Linked DNA regions of Scleropages formosus: region 2 is linked to region 1. Evidence: chromatin contacts called from public Hi-C data. All regions are on one chromosome and are shown on one strand. Each heading gives the region's core, a stretch centred on a gene start, on an enhancer-like site or on the middle of the called end of the contact. The rest is flanking DNA. Distances are from core to core; before and after follow the strand shown. Region 1 holds the start of ythdf3 (YTH N6-methyladenosine RNA binding protein F3). Region 2 holds the start of LOC108929635 (sodium/potassium-transporting ATPase subunit beta-1-interacting protein 3).

The links. A called contact is a pair of places that touch in the nucleus more often than the background predicts.
Region 2: a contact with region 1 is called in a Hi-C map of muscle, with 2.1 times the contacts expected there. The contact joins the promoter of LOC108929635 here to the promoter of ythdf3 in region 1. A contact is called at or near these places in 2 of 2 Hi-C or Micro-C datasets (both in muscle).

The regions. Positions count from the first base shown.
Region 1 is chr9:25,137,026-25,143,334 of fSclFor1.1, forward strand. It overlaps ythdf3 (YTH N6-methyladenosine RNA binding protein F3), which reads right to left and starts at 3,563. Exons shown (of 5, transcript XM_018744321.2): 1 at 3,170-3,563; 2 at 2,577-2,601; 3 at 298-377. The coding sequence starts at 3,193.
Region 2 is chr9:25,281,276-25,287,584 of fSclFor1.1, forward strand. LOC108929635 (sodium/potassium-transporting ATPase subunit beta-1-interacting protein 3) reads right to left here and starts at 2,630. Exons shown (of 6, transcript XM_018744319.2): 1 at 2,265-2,630. The coding sequence starts at 2,318.

The DNA of each region.
Region 1 (6,309 bases), core at 2,313-4,812:
ACTCTATTTATAGCAACAATGGAAGCCGTAGCACCAAACACTAATGTTAAATCATTAGAAATGGGATTAACAAAGGCACTGTGATGCATATTATGCTTCCTTAAATTACTGGGTCAAACTGAAGCACGATAAAAATTCCCTAGTAATGATTCTTTCAACTGAAAATTGAAACTAACAGTTTGCCATTAGGGGAAAAAGCACACCCACATGCACTACAGTGTACAATATAATTAGAAACATGCAAAAGAAACATAACAGAAGAATAAACATGTACATAGAAACATCCAATCAGCTCACCTGATTTGTCTGGCTGCTTAGATAAGGCTCAAAATCATCATCGTTTACAGCATCCTTCTGATGCATTGAACCGTTCTGAACTGAAACAAAAGCAAAGGAGAACAAGTTGGCACAGAAAATTAGAAGTAAATGAAAAGAAAAGCTAGAAATCAGTATCAAATACATTATTAAAATTCAGATAAACAGAAGCAGTAAGCCTTGCCCTCATTTAACTTTCAGGCTTTTTTTGCAGCCCTTAGGTTACTTGAAACAGGTATACTGGTAATTAAAATTCAAAACATAGTTATTTGTACATCGTAGCGTATCAGTAATAAGTAATTTAAAGACCAAAACTCTACTCTGTTTTACCATGGCATGTATTCTTAGGAGCTTTGTGTTTTGTTCATCCCTTTGTTTCAGATAACAGCTTGTGCAACATAGGGTTGCACTGATCTTGGAGACAGAGTACGAAGCAGAGTACGCCCTGTATGGACCAACCATGCAACGCATTGCAATCACACACTTCAGGCACTTTAGATTCACACATTCCCTCATTTGAACTCTGAATTACTGCACTGAGCCCACTGAACCAGCAGGCAGTGTAATGGATAAGGAGCTGAACGTGCAAACTGAAGGTCCCTGAAAAAGGAACCTGAACTAGGATCGCTTGACAATTTGCCACATAACTGGCTCTGCACAGAAATATTGCACAAGGAAATAAATAATAAAAACATCAAAGTCATTTAAAATCAGCTGTTTTTGAGAGGTGAACTTTGGATCTGTTTGCTGTCTCAATAAATATTGAAATTTCATTTAGCAGTCTAATTAAAAAACTGAAAAAGACCAGCAGTTATAAACATTAGATATTAATAGCTATTTGAACCTGTTAAAGTTCATTAAAAGACTATTCTGAATGAACAAACACATTAACAAGGATACAATATCATAGACAAAAATGCAACAGACTGCTTGCATGCCCTTGATTTAACTTGTATTTTGCCATAGCTTTTATTTTTGATAAATTCTACAGTCAAGGCCAAAGTATTGTTTATGCATCAGTTCCCGCAACCGTACAAAGTTGAATTTCAGAAGACTGTTGACAGCTATGCTGTTGCTCTGGGGTTCAGGTGACAGTTTTACTGTATACATCACAAACACTCACTAGACAACACTGTCTTCAACTTGTTTTCCAAGACACACCACATAGATCTTTCCTGAATATGTATACTTTCATTATAAATTTAGACTGCTAGCAATATTAACACACAAAAATGACAAAAAATAAGAGAATACCAGGAAGCGGAACCTGCACAAACAAGTTTAAAAACATTTCCTTTACAGTAATGATTCAACACAGATCTGACATTGTAGCTAATCTGTGACAAGAGGCCCATTTCAATCTAGAGAAGAAAATTACAGTTTATAAGAAAATTCAAGGAGACAGTGTCTAACTACTTTCATAATACTGCGACTCTTCGAAAATTTAACATCACCTCACCTATTACAATTTGTGTGTTAAAAACTACATAAAGAAGTCAGTTAAGAATTTTATATTTAATAATTGCTATGACAATGACTAATTACATGCTATCACTTATAGTCATTCTAGAAGGCTGCACAATGGGACTCCGATACTTTCAAATTTCCTGGGGTCATAATATAAAGCAATCCAATTTAAAAAAATACACTTTCCTCGCCAACAGATAACATACACATGTGTAACAACCTATAATATTTAATGACTAGTCACTGAAAATGGTACTGAGTGTAACATTTTAATTTATAATGTCATCTCATTTAAGATATGATTCCAATTTTTTGTTTTTATAGAGAGCTGCAAAGAAATACAGAAGAGCCAACCTAAACTTCAGTTACAAATCCATTGTGGTGAAGTCCTCTCAACTTGAATAAAGCGAAATAATCATCATAAGGGGCAATACTGTGCAAATACAGGGGCAGCAGATGGTCCTGTGGTTACAGGAGTCATCCTGCAGTCCTCAGAGCCGGGTTCAAATTGCTGCTCCTGCTGCAGAACCGCTTGATCCATTTGCTCACCCTGAACTCATACAGCAAAGCTTACGCAGCATTTTAAATTAGTAAATAATGGCAAATAGCTTAGTGTACAAATCTAACATGGTAATTGGCCTTGGACAGAGGTGTCAGCTATATAAATAAATGTGATATGCAGAATTATGGAGCCATGGCCCGCTGCCATGAGCCACAACTCAAGAACTGGGAGACAAGGACCAGCGATCAGAGTGCCGGGGAAGCGTCTCCATGCCGGACACAGGGTGACTCACCTTTGTTTCCTTGTCCTTTGGGTCTCTGGTGTCAGAGGACATGTGGATGGAGGGACATGGGGGAGGGGAGAGAAGAGAGAGAATCATCAGAAGTCATCGGGATGACCATGTCACATGACAACACACCAGATGCTCTAATCTAATGTTTGGGAAATACTCGTCAGCTTTATTTTTTATTTTTTTGTTTAATTACATGCTGTGCCTTTTTAAAACGAAATCATGAGCTGTTGATCAAAATTGTGGCCCCACACACAGACACAGCAGACCCATGATGATGCGAGTTCCGGGAAGCGCTCGGCCCCACCACACGCTGGACCTCCGCCGGATCAATAAGGAACACGTTCGTTTTCAATCGGCATTTCAGAGAATCTCCATGATGATATCCATGGCATGTTTAATTACGTGCGACCCAACAGTCGCTGGCACCGCGCTGGGGGGCCTGGCCGGCCGCCCCGTGGGCACTCGAATCCGGCCGCGGAGGGCACGGAGGGCCGGGTTGGTTGCCGCGCGAGGCTCGGCCTAGCACCATGATGATCATCAGCCAGGCTAAGCGGCTAGCGAGCGCGCACCACGGCACGGGCCCGCGCTCTGACCTGATCGACAGTGGTGGCAGACATCGTCCGGCTGACGAGTTCCTAACGGTCCGCGGGCTCGCTCTCCTCTCTCGGTCCTCAGTCCGTGTCCCTCGCGCTCTGCTCTCTCTCCGCTGCTTCTTCCCCTCACACTCCGACTCGGCTTATTCAGTCTCACTACGACGGGATTTTTTCTTCCTCCTTTTTTCCCCAGAAGACAAAAAAAAAAAGTATCAGTTTCCTCCTCGGACCGACACGCTTATCAACTGCACGGCTCGCCGCTCTGCCGTTTTTCTCCCTGCTGCTTGGTCGCCCTCGCGCTCTCTGGAAAAGTGTTTCCTCAAGGGGGAGGAGGGGGGGGTCTCGCTAAAACACTGTGACTCCGACCCGTTTCCACAATGGCGGACGGGCTCGCGCTGCCACTTCCGCTGCGCGACGCCGTGACCTTCCGCCCGTGACGCGGGGTGCTGCGTCGTGGCTCGTGCTCGACGTACACGTTAAAGATACAGTACGTGCTGCACTCATGGGAGTGTAAATTAACTGTATAAATTTAATGTATAAGTAAACTGTAGAAAGGAACTCTGTAAATGAATTTGATTACATCAAATTTGTAAATAAACAGCATAAACGAGGCGTTTAAATAAAAAGTATGAAGGAACTATATTCGTTTCGCGTTACTTCAGGGTCGTGGCGGTCCGGAGCCCATCCAGGAATCACAGCACCCAAGCAATGGAGGGGTGAACTACATCATTAAGATCTTAAATTAACGTATATTTATACTGTCTGAGTTAACTGTATAAATAATATGAATTATGCTGTATAAATTGCCTGTACAAATGAAATGAACACTTAACAAACAACAAAAAAAAATGATCAAGTTTAATTATTTAATCTGTTTAGGTTCATGTTGAACGGGAGATTATTATGTTTTTAATGTAGAAGTTGGAGGATTAGGCTGATATTCAAATTAGGATCAGCTACACAAATAGATACATTATAATCATACATATCTATGTAAATTATAATCTTATAAATTAAATCTTTAAATCGCACACTTCTCTTTAATTAAAAATGTCTGAAGTGAGAAAATCGCACAGAATATGCAGAAAGCTTTTTGTGTCAGAGTCTATCCATCCGCCCTCATGATGAAAATATAAGGCAGTTAAAGTAACATGTGACATAATCAAACAGCGTCAGGCAGCTGCATGTAACACAAAAATATTCTAAGTACCTTTCATTTAAAATATATGCACTGTAGGTTTTGAAAGACAGGCATTCATGTGGACAGTAAGCTTTTCTGTGCCTTGTTCACATTTTTTTTTCAATACTCGTCATCAGTATAATAAAAAGAATCAGTGCCATCACCACCCAGGAGGTAGTGGGCTCTTCAAAGTGTCTTTAGTGTGTGCTTTTAACTGCATCTAGCATGCAGCACAATGTGTATTTTTAAATTGCCTTGTGAACAGCTATAGAAAGGAGGAATAATTGAGGCAGGTAGATGTTTGTAAACAGAAGAGTATTTTTGCAACAAGCCGCATCATATACAAATTCATTTATTCATATTCAATCACTGCTGATCTAAATACTGTCATTGATATCCATCAAAACATATAGGGTAACACTGAAGGCAAAAGAAGACAAATTCCTGAAAATAAACATGACTCTTACGACGAAACTCAAATTTCACTTTCAGATTTTGACATTTACTCTTTTAAGTAATTTTTTCCTTCCTTAGGAATATGGGCAAAGTTTTCCTGTTAAAATACAACATTTAGTGGTTTCTTACTACAGAATGCAAAAATGGATGAAAAATATGTGTACATTTCTGAATTATTACATTATTTTTATAAATATCAGAAATCCTGACATGCAGAGGGAAAATGTGCAGTCCTGTATTTACTGCAATGTAAGATAGTTCACAGTAGATGGAGACAAATTCAAATTTAACAAACTGACCAGTCAGCACTGCCCAGCCAGAGGATCTCACCCAGATAAATGTGAAAAACCAGAAAAAAATGTTATTAGCTGTCCAGCAGCTGTTATTACTCAGCCCATGAGCTTCGAACTCCTTGTTTCTTTCTAATTCCACCAGGACTTCTGTGTTTCCACTCTGAAAACTGTTCATTCGACATTTCCGCATAAATGTGTCGCACCTACAAAAACCCAAACAAGAGTACATGTTTGCTGTGCATCTGTGTGTGTGAGTCTGTGTATTACAGACCGCTAGCTGTCGGACAGCAGGTGCTCTGTCTTGGAGGGGAAACACAGGAAGGACACTCAGGAAGAGAGAAGATCATCTGTCAGGGAGATGGGAAGCTGTATTTGTCAATAAGAAAGGGTGCCTGAGGACAGGAGGCTCAGAGCGTATGCAGGAGAGGGCCTACCAGGGGGCTCGTTCACAGCCCAGTGTAAGACTAACTATTCTAATAGTGGATGGAGCACCGATGACTCCAGATGCTCAACACTGGCAATCCTTATGGTCCTTCTCACCTTGTAAGAGAAGGATCAGGATTGTAGCACCTTGGCATAAGACAAACCGCCCATGATCTTGTCATTGCAAAGACCTTCTGCAGGCCTGGACTATTCTTCTAAGAAAGGAATTCATTTTTGCCACTATAGAAGACAAATGTTTGGGAAACTGTACATATTACAACACTGAGTCCTAATGCACCTTTGAAAGGACATTCTATGCTTTTAAATATTGTGTTTTTTCTGGGTGGAGTTTGGGAAGTTTATTAGGAATGCAAGAAACATACACAGCAACACCACGGCAAAAGAAACATCTTCTACAGTCTTGTGACCGCAGAGGAATGTCTCCTGCACTGCTCCATGTCTGTATGTGCCTTTTCCTGGGCCCATTTTGTCCATGTGTCTTTTCAAAACCTCTATTACCTATACAGAAGAAGAAAAGAGAAGAAGCAACAATATCAGAAAAGCATTTCATATGTCCTGTCGCTTCCGTTTTTATTCATTTAGCTGACACTTTTCTCCAAAGCAACTCCAAGGTATTTACAGAAAGATATATTAAAAAAAATAAATAATTACAATTAAGATTGACACAGTAATTATAAGGATGGCATGTACAAAAGACAAAATAGCAAAGCAAATGAGAATAAGAGAAAAGGATCAAAGAAATGTGTCATCTGGAAGCAACTCTGAAA
Region 2 (6,309 bases), core at 1,380-3,879, 140 kb after region 1:
TGATCACTGGAAACATATGTATGTGTTCCTCTTGTTTCTATTATTTTTTTTATATAAACATAGACCAAAGATGTGGAAATGGTTCAGACTCGGCGAAGAATCCCAGATCTCTTCATTAGTACAATGTTTCGCTACAATTCATGAGTCGGTACAATATGCCGGTACATATGGATAATTGCCTCAAGAAGTGGACAAACAAGGACAAATTGTCAACTTGGGATAAAAATTCATTTCATGTATGATTTCAGGGTGAAAATCAATATTCCTGTCAGAGCCACTAATGGATATACTCCAGTAGGGTCAATAGTCATGCTCACCCATTACAATGATTTGTGTCAGATTTTTATTTATGTTTTTATTTTCGTAATTATTGCTACCATTATTTATTTGGTCATTTGGGAAGATCCGCAAACAGTGGGGTGTTCAGCCCTGTCTCTGCTGGCCCTCACGAACAAGTTATTCCGAGCTTGTGCCAGCATGATGAATTGTTGAATGAGTTTAACTGAGATTTCCTACTAGAGGAGCTAAAAAGGAGCCCATGAAATGCCGCAGGCTGGGTGTAATGAGAACTACTTGAATGCAGACGACAGTGAGCGTCTCCTGTTGTCTTGCAGCCAGATGTCTATTGATTGCAATCACACCTTTAAAGAAAAAAGGAAATCGACCGAGGCCCAGAAGGAGACCTGAATGGATGGCCGGCTGAAACAAAGGATACGTACGGAAGGAACAAACAAGGCTTCCTCGAAAAAGAGACGCACCGAAGGTCTGGAGCTCCGGCATGTGCACTGGTTCGTAATGCGCTGGGTTTCTTTGTGGCGCCCTCCGTTCTGCACAACGACGAGGACGCGCAGTGGTAAGGACAGCGACGGCGATGACATTATGGCGATGACTCAACTTTTGAAAGGAATACGAGTGGTATCAAATAAACCAATAGTAATTGAGGGTGCAGAGCGATGAACACTGGTACGTGTCACCACAAAACGATTAATGCGGCACCGTGTGTGTTGGGTACCCAAGCAGAAGGAGGATGTAATAAAGACTCAAGAAACTCTTGACTAAATGTATGTAGATATTACATTCACTGGCATTATAGTTAAATGCTCATGAGCACAAGTGGCACAACTTCACTCAGAGAACATCTCGGAAGAGCCAGGAGAGAAGCGTGGACAGCTCAACAGGAAGGCAGAGACAAAAAAGGCAAACTGCACTGAATTAAGATTATTATTTCCGGCCTCCATGCGAAAATCCATAGGTTGTGCTTTTATGTGGAGATTAAACCCTTCAACTCTTACTGGGATTAAAAACTGCTTGCGCTGCTTAAAAATATCCGCGATGTCAAGTTCAGCACTGCACCAACATTTCCACAAAACAGAGGTTTCAATAAGAGCAGAAGTGAATTTTAAAAAAATCTGGCTAATTATGAAGTTTGTCTTGATCATTTCATTTGAACAAACTTGTGTTAAGTCGGGGTGGAGGGGCAAGAAAGCGCTCCAAACAGCACGGGTGTCAACAATGTATTTTTAAAAATCCAATGGAATACAGGTGTCCTGCACACAAAGTGAGTCCAAACCCCACTGCAGGACCCTCGTCCAAACACATCTCCTCCTTCCATTATACAAGCAGAATAAAAAGCTCTTTGAATTCTTCTAGGTTTGCGCATGCATGGTGTTATAGGAAAAAAAAAAAGGAAATAAAACAGGAAAAAAATAAAAAAACGCTTAAGTGCGTATTTAAAACATACGTCTAAATCGGGCTATTAATGGACCCGAGTGTGTAAGTGCGTTCAAAGTGAATGGCCGCTTTGATCCCGAAAGTAACCGATTCGCTCCAACAAAACCCCTCATTGTCCTCCTTCAGTGACGGTCGGAGCGCTCATCTCCAACAGCCACATGGACACTTGGTCGCAGACCCGCGTGCAGCCGGCGCGCGCGAAAATGGAGCCGAGCCTGTAAATGCAAAAGGCGCGCGCGCGCACACACACACACACACACACACGCACGCGAGCGCGTCTCAGAAAGGGAACTTTTATTTCGCGGCTGGACACGAAAGTGCGGAGCGAACGCGCCGGGCACGCGCCGGGGGACGCGCCGGGGGACGCGCGAGGTGCGCAGCCCCGACGCGCGACGACCGAACAAAGAGCCGCTATCGCAGCCGCTCCGGCTCGGCGGCGCGACGAGTGTGTGCGCGCGGGCGCGCGCGCGCCAACGGGAGCGCGTGTGGATCGCGAGGAGCCCTGCGACGGGAGCGCGGAAACGCGCACTTACCAGCTGCAAAGTGCACAGGAAGATGAGCGTGCATCGCCCGCTGCAGCAGCCCATTTTCCTACAGTGACAGAGGCGCTCGGTTGTAGTCCAGGGTGCGCGCAGAGCGGAGCGGACGCCGAGGAGACGCGCGGCTTCCTACAAAAACGCGGCGGCGATCGAGAGCACAAAACGTGCCGGTGCGCCGCGCATATCCCAAAAAAAAGTCCGGCGAAAGAGGCGCGATCTTAAGGAAAGTGTTCGCAGATGGAGGAGCAGGAGGAGGAGGAGGAGGAATAGGAGGAGGAGATCCTCGGGCTCGTCTGGAGCATGTCCCTCTGAGGATGGAGGGTGGAGGGTGATCGCCACGGGGGGCGGGCGGGCGGGCGAGCGGGGGAGTGGGGGGGCGGCTTCACTCGGACCCGGGTCTGCCTCCCAGCAGCGCAGCGCCGGGTTGATGCTGGAGGAGTTGGGCTCTGCGCAGGGACTCGAGTGGTCCTGATGTTCAGAGGAGGGTCTCTTCTTCTTCTCCCCCCGCCCCCGATCCACCCATGCGCGTCGGGTTCTTCGGGGGCTTCCTGCCTCCCAGCCCGCTGTATGTAACACTTTCACTGCGTAACTTACTCTGCTTGTTTGCCACTCTGGTTTTGTCATAACAATTATTCTAATAATCATGTGTGTAATCATATGCATGATGTGCTTCATATATAACATTATGATTTTATATATATATATATATATATATGTGTGTGTGTGTGTGTGTCTGTGTATATACTGTACGTATGTATATAACACAGTGTCAATAATAATTTATATATATATATGTATTAATTGTAATACATATTAACAGTACCATCATATAGTGCTATAATACATACATACATAATAATAACATATAACGGTGTTACATTTATAGCAGATACTTTTCTCCAAAGCGACGTACATCTCATAGAAAATACAATGTGTACATTACATTAGGAAAAAGAGACATAGCTGCAGATGTGTGATTCTTAACTTAAGTACAATTTGCTTCCTTCACCATGTGCACCAACGTTCATCACACAAGTAGCTGCATAAAACTTTACCAGAATATCGCTGATTCCTGATTCCTAGTAGTTTTTTTTTTTTTTTTTTTTGATGCATATAAACATTTACGTTGCATTGCAGGAGTGGCTCTGTAAAGGACTGATCCGAGCATGATGATGAACATTTATACCTTACATGAACTTAAGAGATCAAGTTACATTAATATACACTAAAAGTATGTAGAATATACAATTCGTCCGTTTTTTATATGTAATTAAAGTATTAATGTTTCCCGGTTTGTCAGATAATGTATAATGTGTCTTATGACCATCCAAAGACCCGGTCCGTCTATTCAATATAAACACGTGTTTTGTGTTGTAACCTCATAGGTGATCATCAGATGATCGATTTCTGAAAATGCCTTTTTTTTTTACTGTTTTCTTCTCTCCAATCAAGCGTGTTCGTTTCATTGCATTTCGTTCCTCACCCTGGAAGTATTTTGCGCTCCTCGCCCCCACTCAGAGGTGAGATGATGGACGTGTCGGTGATGTGACGATACTTTATTCCAGTCCTTTGTTGTTCGGGATCAGGTGTCGCCCCCTAGTGGCGAGGGCAGCCGCGCGCGGCTTCCTTTCCTCGGGCTGCCAAACTGGCCCACGTGGAGCTGCAAAAAAAAAAAATAAATAATAAACGAAATCAATACACCAACAAACACGGTTTATGACATGATATTAAACTGGTGATAATGAAAATGCTGTCATATACTGTACTGCAGTCCAGTATTACTGTACTTGTTCAGGACACCAGAGGATGTAACATTATCGTATAATGACTGTCCATTTCTGACCATATTATGAACGATCCAGTGATCTGAAAAGTGAAATCAAAGCTCCAGAAGTACAGGGTATGCTCTGGATGGGACACCGGGCCATCACACCACACACACACACACACACACACACACACACACACACACACACACACACACACACACACACACGCACACCACACGCTCAATGGGACGGTTCCAAATAAAGGACACTGTAAAGTGACCCAGTGACCTGTCCTTGGGAGGACGTCCCTGGAAAAAAAGCACACAGACACTAAAACGTGCACCGTGTATTAAAGTATGAACACGGCACATGCAAATATGAGCACATGGGAGATGCAGTACTTGGAGAATTGAAATGAAAAGATATACCACATAAAGATTTGGAGAGATTAGGCAGGAAAAATAATACCAGCACTGAAAATTATTTAGGACCCAAAGTTATTATATGAAGTCATTTCATGTAATGTGTCTCTCTCTCTCTCTCTCTCTCTCTCTCTCTCTCTCTCTCTCTCTCTCTTTCTCACTCTTCCTCTTTCTTTGTCTCCCTGCAGAGAGAGACTTACTGAAAGGAAATTTCCAGCAGTTAATTAATAGCAGTAGATACACTGCTTCAGCACGGTGCAAACACAGTATCTGCGGCATCGTGTTTCTTACTTACTAGATGAATTATATAATTTTTTCCATAATGTACGGAGAACAATACGATGATTTCATCTGCTTTCTGCAAAGTTAATTTGCACAGAAAAAGTAATACTAATTGTGGCTCAAAGTAAGTAAATCACTGTAACAAAGGCCGCTGTGCGGTTCAGATGAGCGCCGAGTTCCAATGCGTGTCGCCTATGAAAGACTAATATTAATAATAATGAGCTTCCAAAGCCAAATGAGGCAGATGTGAGAAGCAGAAAGAGGCCAAATGGTCAGTCAGCTTTGGTTACAAAAGCTGCAGAATTATTTACAGAGTCAAAAATAGTAACACTAGAGTGGAAAAGAGGAGTTGTGGTCACGAAACGAAGCTCATCAGCAGGTAGAAACAGACAAATAAGAGGATATCTGCTGAAAAACCACTGTGGTCCACAACGGTCCTGGAAATGACCACAGACCACGATTCGGTAGCGTCACACCGGGAGTGTAACGCGGCTCCATTTTTTGCCACGGCTGCTGTTCCAACACATCAGCTGGAGAAGAGAAGCCACCAGGTCTGCTGATTGCTCCACACGGTCCTATAACGGTGAAGGAAAATGAGGCCATTCGAGCTGACCGGGGGCGACCACTTTCTTCACGGTGCTCCTATATTCCAGCACAACAGCAGACCCATCAAAACATCACTTTACCTTTACGGTATTTCTGGAGTTCACACTGAGGTCTCCACTTCCTTTGTTCCTTGGAGAACTGTAGTCCCTGGTTTTCATTTTGGAAGAACCTTCCATCGGCTGCTGTCATTCTTGACTTGGCACATCGGTGCAAAGCAACTTAAAATACCATGTTTTGCACATGAAGCAATTTACACTGATGTACACAGTTATACAACAGCATATTCTTGCTAGAGTAAATGAGGTAAGTACCCCCCTCAAGGGTACTTTGAAGCAGAAACCTTCTAGTTATAAACCAACAGCCTTAACAACTATGCCACATGCTGCCAATAGCCCAAGGAGTTCAGAACCTTCACAACATACTGAATGTATCTGAAGGAGGTTCCCTATTTGGAGCGTGATCATCATTTATGGGTGTTGTTTGTGTTATTGTATCTGCCCACATGTTACATTTATTTAGTTAGCTGACACCTTTATCCAATTTGACGTACACTGTTACTCTACCTACGTGGGGGTGTGGTGGTGCAGCGGGTTGGACCGGGTCCTGCTCTCTGGTGGGTCTGGGGTTCGAATCCTGCTTGGGGTGCCTTGCGATGGACTGGTGTCCCGTCCTGGGTGTGTCCCCTCCCCCTTCAGCCTTATGCCCTGAGTTGCTGGGTTAGGCTCCAGTTCCCCGCGACCCTGTATGGGACAAGCGGTTCAGAAAGTGTGTGTGTGTGTGTGTGTGTGTGTGTGTGTGTGTGTGTGTGTGTGTGTGTGTTACTCTACCTACAATTATTTACACAGGTGGGGAATGTTGCTGGAGCAATTTAAGGGGAGGTACCTTGCTCAAGGGTACTACAGCCAGAGGGGGGGAGCAAACCTGCAACCCCCACACAGTGTCCAAAACCACTTGTCCCAA